Linked DNA regions of Oryzias latipes: region 2 is linked to region 1. Evidence: chromatin contacts called from public Hi-C data. All regions are on one chromosome and are shown on one strand. The core of a region is the stretch at or near the end of the contact, and the rest is flanking DNA. Distances in the headings are between cores, read along the strand shown. Region 1 overlaps dnajb6 (dnaJ homolog subfamily B member 6). Region 2 overlaps ptprn2 (receptor-type tyrosine-protein phosphatase N2).

Region 1 (4,296 bases), core at 1,242-3,741:
ATAACTGTCCCTGAATCTCACTGTACCATATAATAAATAACAATAAAGGCTTTTCTTTAATTCTTTCATACTTTCTTATTCTATTCTATTCTATTCTTCATTTTAACCCCAACAGCAGCTCATAGACACATGACAGTAAATATTGTTTTTATTTATTTTTAAAGTGTTTTATTTTTTAATGTTATTTATGATCGATTTGCTAGAACTACAGTAACAAGGTCATTTCCCCTTTGTGGGAACAATGGAGTTTTGTTCTATTTTATTCTGTTCTATTCTATTCATACCATATGTCGCTCATTCACCACGTACCATTTAATACAGGACTCTTATTAATTTAACATCACTATGAATTAAAAAACATTGAAGAATATCTGTTTATATTATTGAAAATTAATTAATTCAGAAGGGGTTGAGCTAGGCACAGTTCCAGACATGACCACTAGGGGGTTTAAACACGTCAAATCAAATTACCCAACCCTTTACATTTACTGGATTTATTTATTTTTAGCATCACACAAAAAGAAAAAGCTAAAATTGGGAAAGATTTCCTAAAAATAAGACCCGCTTTTGTTTCATGAGGCAAATTTTTGGTTGCAGTACCATAAACAACATTTTCTCTGACCAAAAGAAGATGATTCCTATTAGCGACATTTTTTTTCCCAATCATTTATTAAGTGTCCGTGAAAAGTGAACACCTTTTTAACCAAATATTTGCATTTACACAATTTTCACAATTTATTTAGAAAAAAAACAGTCAAACACTGATGACATGAGGGGATTTTTCAACCAAATGAAATATAGAAGGAACTAAAAACAGTCCAAACAGGATAAAAGGAACATGATATTCTTGAACATTTTCAACCTGTTTCAGTTCATTATCCTCCCTTTCATTGTCTCCTACAAAAGAAGTATCCACTGAATAGCCTGACCTTCACATACCCTCACCTGCTTCACAGAATTAGCACAGGAACTTTGTATCAAACAAGGCTGTTCCTGCCATTCTCCTTCCACCTGGGCCCTTTTCAAAAACTTCCCAAAAACACAGTAAAACTTAGGAAAGTCCAATCATGAGAGATGAATTGAAACTCAAGGTTCCATTAATAACAAACACAGCCACAGCTGAATCGTTAAAGCGCGTCTCGGACAAAATAAACCATTAAAACGGAGGTCTCTGCAGGCGAGCATCTAATGTAGAAGTTAAGCTTTGCGTTGCAGCTGATTAACAGGTGGAGAAATGAAGCAGCAGTAAGGCTGTCGGCTCGCCAATAATTAGCACAAAAAAAAAAACTAATGCCACAAAGAACTCATGGCTCTTCTGCAATCAGACATCATGTTCTGTACAAGTCAGAAGAGTTCAAAAAAAGGCACCAAGTCCACTGAATCTGGGGAAAAGGCGTCCAGCTCGCTTCCTTTTGGATTCTGCCTCCTTCAACCACAGCTTCTTCCTTTTGGTATCCACATGTCCTTCAAAAATGAAAGTATAAAAGCAACGTTATTTCTCAATGAAATGACAAAAAAAAATATTTAGCCCCAAACTTAAAAATGCATAACTTTATAACTTTCCATTAATGTCATTATTTTTGCATCTCAACGTAACATTGTTGTGAGTAAAAACTTACCAAATCACCCAATGTATCAATATTGACGCTATCTAATAAAAAGATGTTACTGCAATGTTTAATGGATTTCATCAAAGGGTAAAAATTTGATTTTTCTTTTTTTTTTGGCAATTCCTTGATGTCTTGAGCTTTACAAGGTTAAATACGAGTTCATTGAGTGAAGAATTATGAAGACAACAGTTTTGGATTTTGAAATGGGAACATTTTTAATTCCCTAAATGTGAAATCAAATGTTGTAAAATTGCCTCATTTTCAAGACTCATAATTTTAATTTCTAAATTTTCAGGGGGGGGGGGATTCACACAACTGTCACATAGCATCTGAGAGTTTTAGAACTGGAAGGTCCACTACTGTCAGACCAGCAGCTCTAAAAATGATCAGTGTGTTCTAACCTATAATAAGCATGAACAGGTTTATGTTTATAAGCACATTTCTCCATCCATAAGTGTGGTAAGTGTGCTTTGAGCAGCTATTTAGAGTTTTATTTTCAAAGTACTTTTTTCTTGGGTAAAAATGCAAATAATTGACCCCTTAAATGCCACAAACTACATCACACGCATGTTAATTGATGCTGTCTTTGCTCTGATATCGAAGTTGAAGCCACAGAAAGCAGGTTTTGTTAAAAACTTTCTGAGGGACTTGGAGGACTGTGTCATTCTCTCAGACAAAGAATCAAGGCCTTTGTTTGTGTCTCAGCAGGAACTACACACGCTGAAATTAAAGCTTCCATGCTAACGAAGCCGCCGCCATGTGACGCTCGGCGAATGTGTGCTGCTGATAATTGCTCCGCTTTTGTGGCTGACTTCCTGACCCCGTGGAGGAAAACAGGGGGTGGACTCCGACCTCTGATGGTTACAGCGATGTAGAACAGAGCTGCTTAATGAACATATCTGCCCTCTGTGTTTACATCTGCCAATCAAATGAGCCCCTCTTCTTGGTCCTGCTTTGTGTGGCCATCACGCCTTAAAGTACACAGTTAGTTGCGCTCATTAAGGCTCTTTAAAATCTTTGCTGGTGATTAATCAGCATGCAGTGGCGGGTGGGCGGACCTCTTGTTAGGCCCAGACTCAGTGGGCCGTGCTCCTCCTCTTCCTCAAAGGGGTTTTGAGCAGAGTTCCTCAGGTAGCGCTGGTGCAGGCCCAGGCCAGGAAGTGTGTTCTGTCTGCGGCGATGAAACTCCTCCTCCAGGGGGTCTTGGGCTGTGATGTCTGCGGGTGTGAGCAGAACAGGGTGGGAATGAATCACACCTAAGCTTTTTCACTGTCTGGATGAATTGCCAGAGGTGTTCGACATTAAATCTGTTTTGTTTTTTTTCTCCTCCCCCCCCATGCAGCTCTTGTGAATTTCATCCTTCTGACAGGAGATGTGTGTTGCAATAAAAAAAAAAAAAACCTCACATATTGGCTTCTGATGCCCTTGGCAGTGTGAATACAATCAGACAGGAGAAAGTAGATGCACACATCTATTACAGCAGGTTGAGCACGAGTCTAAAAGGTATATTGATGTAACCAACAAGAAACAACAAGAATGATATAAAACAAGTCCCTGAGGATACGCAGATGCCCCATTTTTTCCCAAACACTATATTTTTTATTCATATTTCATCTGCCCAACTTTATTGTGATTAGTCATGTAAATAAAATGAGATTTGGTTATTCTTTTCTCTAGGTAATTTACATTTATATTGAATTAGTGGCAGGCAGGGGCTAGGGTGAGGGGGGGTGTTATTATGCTGGGAGATTACAGGCAGATCTCATTGCCATTGTGTTGTGTAATTAAGGCAGCGGAGAGGAGGAGAAAGGAGGCCAGATGCTCGTTGTGTTGAAACTGGACGCATTGTAGGGAAGGATCTGCACCAGAATTTTTTTTTTTTTTAAATCCCCTGCAAGGTGTCCGATAGCTCTGCTTTGAACGCAGCCCAAATCACCAGAGGCTTTAACTGACGTCAGGGTAAACTGTGTGAGCATCTCAGCTCCAATACAACAGTCGATCCATGCATCCCCCGCATTTCCTTTCTTTTTTGATGTGAATTAGATGGAAAGTGTTGGTAGAAATCTCTGCCAGCTCCAAAAGTGTGCCAGAATTTTTGAATAGTTTCAGAGATGAAGCATTTTTAACCCTTGTGCTATCTTAGATGACCCCACCCGTACATTGACGTGTTCTCCCTACCATGAGAAAGGTGGATAAAGGTGGAAAGATTTCATGTAATCCATGGACACCAGTGAAGATCACAAATCATTAAAGAAAAAAGGTTCAGCGCACTGTCTAGTGGGTCTAGATGACCCAACTCCCGATGTTAAAGTCCCTAGGATAGCACAAGGGTTACAGTTAAAGTCAAAGTTAAAGTCCCACTATCTGTCACACACCTAGGTGTGTGAACTTTATTCTCCGCATTTGACCCATCCCCTGGGGGAGCGGTGAGCTGCAGACACAGCCGCGCTCGGGAACCGCAATACACACAACAAATAACAACTTCAATATTGAATGAATTTTAAAAAGTAAATCGTTCCCAGTGGTTTTTAATTAAAACTGTGCAACCTGTGCTATTTTCTACAAACATAGTTTATGCAGAGCGGCAGTATTTGATCAGGAGTACGCATCGAAATTGTGGGCGGGACTGCTGGTGCAGAGTTATCCTTCCCATGATCTTTCTGTTTACATGCCTACATCCCTAACT
Region 2 (4,296 bases), core at 470-2,969, 120 kb before region 1:
CTAGGAAGTGGGTGGGGCTAAGCAGAGAGAATTTTGCCTGAAAGTTGCAGAGATGTGGTTAATGAACCGTGTTCACCTACAGTAAACTGCAGTCGATTGTCCGCCTGTCCCTGCCCATGTGGGCCAACAGATGATGGAGAACATCTAAGTATGATGATGCATTGTGACATTTGCATTAGCTCCATTGACAGGAGTTGTCAGTCAGGGAGAATCATTGACCATAAAGTGACTTGATGTTCCACTGGAGTTACTTTATTTATGGTCCTACATTTGCTCGTGCACAAAAGTGCTCACTGTGAAAGACGAACTGACAAACTGTTCCACCCTGTTCTGATTTATCCGTTTATTAGTGAGCAGCGAATTCGCAATAACAAGCATGCATAGAAAAGTGAAGCAGCTGTAACTGGAAGAAAACTTGTTGTTTTTTAAAAATATATATATAATTAGAGAGAAGCTTCTGTTATTTTTTAGGAAGAAAATACTAAAGAACAATATGGAGCTATGATAAATGCAGGAAAATCAACATATTAGGTTTTTATTGATTGTACAATACAGTTGTAAAGCTGCCCTTGTCTCATTTATAGCATTTAAATTAAACTAATGTTAAAATATAATAAAATAACCCTTTTTGAATGGTTAAATAACTTACTGTGTACATTTTGAAATATTTTCTCAGGTAAAATAAATTTAATAAAATTAAATGTTGAGATGTAAGTAAATCTAACAAGCACCAATACACATTTGCGTTTAATCTCTATTCATATTTTGGCCATATCCTGCTTTACAAGTGTACGATTAGTTTAATTTGTGTGTCAAACTCAGAGTGACACATTTCATTTTAACTAATTAGATAGAAGTTGCCGCTGAATTATTCAGGGTTTTTTCCATTAGTGCTTTTAAAACCAGTTGGTGGACAGAAGTAAAGGAAAAGGGGAAAATCTGCATTTCAAAACAACCAGATGAAACAAGAAGACATGTAGACAGGATCTCATCTAATAGGCTTTGAATATTTAGGAGACCCCCCTCCCCGCCTCTCTCTTTCCCACATAAAATATTGGAGGCCTGGAGAAATATCTCGTCTGTTTGAAAGCTATCAGACTAATGGCGAAGGCTTTAATTAACTGAGGCACTTGCTTGAGACAGGATGTTACTTTAAGAGGCAGAAAGTGGCAGGGTTTGATGATGATGCCTGCAGTTTCTCTGGACTTCCAGATGAATCTGCATGATGTTTAACTCCTTAGTGCCAGAATAATCAGTTGAGATGTTGATTGAGAGGAATCCAGCCACAAAGGCCCTGCCTCCTTGACTTTTTGATTTACAGAATGGATCATTTTAACCCTGTAATTTGCGTCGACACACCTTCTCCCTCAAGTGCGCCCATACTCGCAAACCATGGTATGTATGAAAATGAGTGCCTCCCCCAAGAGACGGAGGGGAAAGAGGTGTCACAGTTGATGTAGGCAGCCTCATGCGGTTTATGGTGCCGTCGCACGTTCATTCTGAAACCGTTTAAGCAGCTGCAGTAAACTGCAGGTAGCATATGGATCGTTCAGGGATGACAACAGACCTTCGTTCCTCATCGCCAGTGATGATAGCACAAATGATCATCACCACGGTAACATATAGCCAGTAGCACCCCACACTGGATAAGCCAGGGGTAGTTAACAGTTATTGTTGCATGGATGGATGACTGAGCTGCGTTCCAGAACAGTGAGAGCATACGCTGTCTTTGTGCTCCATTCAGCGCTGCCAAGAATGAATGGAGGCATCTGTAGCTGCTCTGCATTGTTCAGATCCTCATCTGGTGCTTATGAATATCGAGGAGAGATTCTGGTGTCTGTGGAAGGGAAACCGGGCTAATGAAGATATTCTGCTATGTTAATGCCTTTCATGTTTTCTATAATTCCCTCCAAGTCTGCTAGTTTGTTGACATAAACACTCCCATATCATTACAAGTGGCACTTTCAGATGAATCCTGAAAATGTTAAGGGGTGAACATAGTTATTGGCTCTTTCTTTTCTTTTTTAAATACTCCAACCCTTTCGATATGTCTATTATCTGTGGAATGCTTTCTGAACTTCAAATGCCTTTTGAGTCGGTGGGAGTAGGCAAAAATCTTTATCTTTTGTTTCCTTTGCTTGGATGGTTCCATCTGGTCCTGGCATAACTGTACTTTGCCCCCGCCCAGGAGTTATGCACCTCAACTATGTGTTGGCAATTAGCAGAGTTGTTGGCACAGCGTCAGGCCATACTGTGACAGCCTCCCCAGGCGTGTTTACTGACTGCTGTTTGTGTGTGTCTGGGCCTGTCCCTGCTCAATAGGTCTACTGAGTAATTTTAGACCTTCTCTTTCTCAGATAAAGCTTTGTTTGCTACTGCGATGTGTGCTTCTGTCCTCCTGGGTACTAAATAGATTGTTTTGCCATAAAAACATAAATTGTCAACATGGAGTCATCATGGTCTGGGCTTTTTCATTTGTTTTTTTTGTTTTGTTTTGTTTTTTTGCAACCTGTTCCACTGTAGTTGAGGAACTGAATGTAATGCTATGTGCTCAGTATTTTCAGAGTAGCTAAAATTAGGAAGGGTAACATGTTAATGACTCCCTCAAAAAAAAAGTTTACTTTCTACGAAAATATTCTAAAAACTTTGAACTAAATGACAATAGATGGTTTTGAAACATCAGTAAAGGTTGACATTTCCTTTTTCAAAAAATAGCCTTGTTTTTTATTGATTTAAGATACTGGATGCCAATCTAAGTTATTGAAATAAGACCAGAATACACCAAACTTCTTAGAGATGCATTCGTAAAAACAGTATTTAGTTTTTTTAGAAAACCATATATTACAATTCTGCAACTTAAATTTTCCTTGTGCTTGCAGCTCATGCCAGACAATGTGGGGTTAACTTAAGTCAAATTACAAAGGATAATGAGTTGTAAAGAGTGGCTTCTGGATGCCACAGGCGAACTGAACCCATTTGTGAAATTACATCCCTGCTGGATATCTCATGGTTTGTGGTAAAAGATATTTTAGAAAAGCGAAACCATCCACAGGGCAGTCCAAGGCCACAGAGCATGGTCAGCATGATTGCACTGCAGTACCAAAAGCAAGGTTTATTAAGAAATGGCTAGAAAAGTTGATTGTGGAAGACCTTGACAGACATGTGGTGTCTCTGGTGTTTGACCTCCACCTCTGGGGTAAAACAGATTCCAAGATAGTCCTTGTCATCCAACATCGGTGCTCTGCAGAAAAACCCTGAAACTGTTCAAGAAAAGTCTCACCGTCTATAAAGAAACGGTAGAATCTGCTTTAGGATCTGTTCTAAAAAACAATTTTTACTGTTGTAAGCAGTTGCTAAATTTCAAATAGAAACTTTGTTAATTTCTTTTTTATTTTGCTTCCTTTTTCTTTTCATTTTTTAGGTTTGAAATGGGAGGACGATATCACTCAAAAGGTCATCTCTAGGGAGCTTTCCAAATTGAGGAATGTCCCCTTTCACCACCAGAGCAATTCTCCAAGTCTCCTGGACCTTTACAGCAACGGGAAACCGAAGCCCGATCAAACCGAACTTAACAGAAACCTGCAAAAGTACCTCACAGGGTTGGGCTTTCTGCTGCCATTGGACCATCAAATGGTCCAACAGGAGGGATCCAAGGTTCAGGTGAGCTTCGGATGGAGCACAAGCATGGTATGATGTCAAATCAATGTTGCAAAGTAGACCCAAAGAAAAAAAACAGAATAGAGAAGAATGTTCTACAGCAGGCGTGCCGTAACATTTTGCATATAGGGCTAGTATTGGGGAGGTGAAAATATGTCAAGGGCAATGATCTGGCCTGCTTCCTTTGAACCCTTAGACTAACATTAACTGCACTGTTTTCTAAAAAGAAGGAAGAATTTTTTTTTTTTTTTTTTTTTTATGGGATACTTTTCTTTTTCCACCAAGAACCGAAATACATCAAAAACATTACTATGAATTTTATATTTGAAGACTAGAAATAATGGAATTTAGCCCATCGCTATCAAGAAATCCTACATACAATGTTTAGAAATACACATATTATTGATTTTATGACAGGAACCTGTAGGCCACATTTAGCCAATGTGCCAGACTTTGGACATGCCGGATGTACAGCATAAATAAAATGAATGAGCAGAATTTGGCATTAAAAGGCTCAAATCAAATCTGTTTTCTGTTTGGCTTGTTCCATTTCTATTTGCCTTGTAGGCAAAAGGGAGAAAAGCATATGATTTTGCTAATTAGTGAAAGGAGCTCTTCCTATTGCTTTTGTGGAAAAAA

The links. A called contact is a pair of places that touch in the nucleus more often than the background predicts.
Region 2: a contact with region 1 is called in a Hi-C map of embryo, with 2.8 times the contacts expected there. The contact joins two enhancer-like sites. A contact is called at or near these places in 3 of 5 Hi-C or Micro-C datasets (all in embryo).

Annotation. Positions count from the first base shown.
Region 1 is chr20:19,697,231-19,701,526 of ASM223467v1, reverse strand. dnajb6 (dnaJ homolog subfamily B member 6) reads right to left here. Exons shown (of 10, transcript XM_011488993.2): 9 at 2,669-2,827; 10 at 651-1,464. The coding sequence ends at 1,355. Among protein-coding and RNA genes, the nearest start is that of LOC110017261, 19 kb to the right of the region's middle. Within about 2 kb of position 2,491, at least 2 of the 8 cell types and tissues checked have an H3K27ac peak or open chromatin away from gene starts, as enhancers often do. A contact at or near this core is called in embryo, where this site is marked.
Region 2 is chr20:19,818,449-19,822,744 of ASM223467v1, reverse strand. ptprn2 (receptor-type tyrosine-protein phosphatase N2) reads left to right here. Exons shown (of 22, transcript XM_020712453.2): 4 at 3,422-3,660. Among protein-coding and RNA genes, the nearest start is that of ptprn2, 25 kb to the left of the region's middle. Within about 2 kb of position 1,719, at least 1 of the 8 cell types and tissues checked has an H3K27ac peak or open chromatin away from gene starts, as enhancers often do. A contact at or near this core is called in embryo, where this site is marked.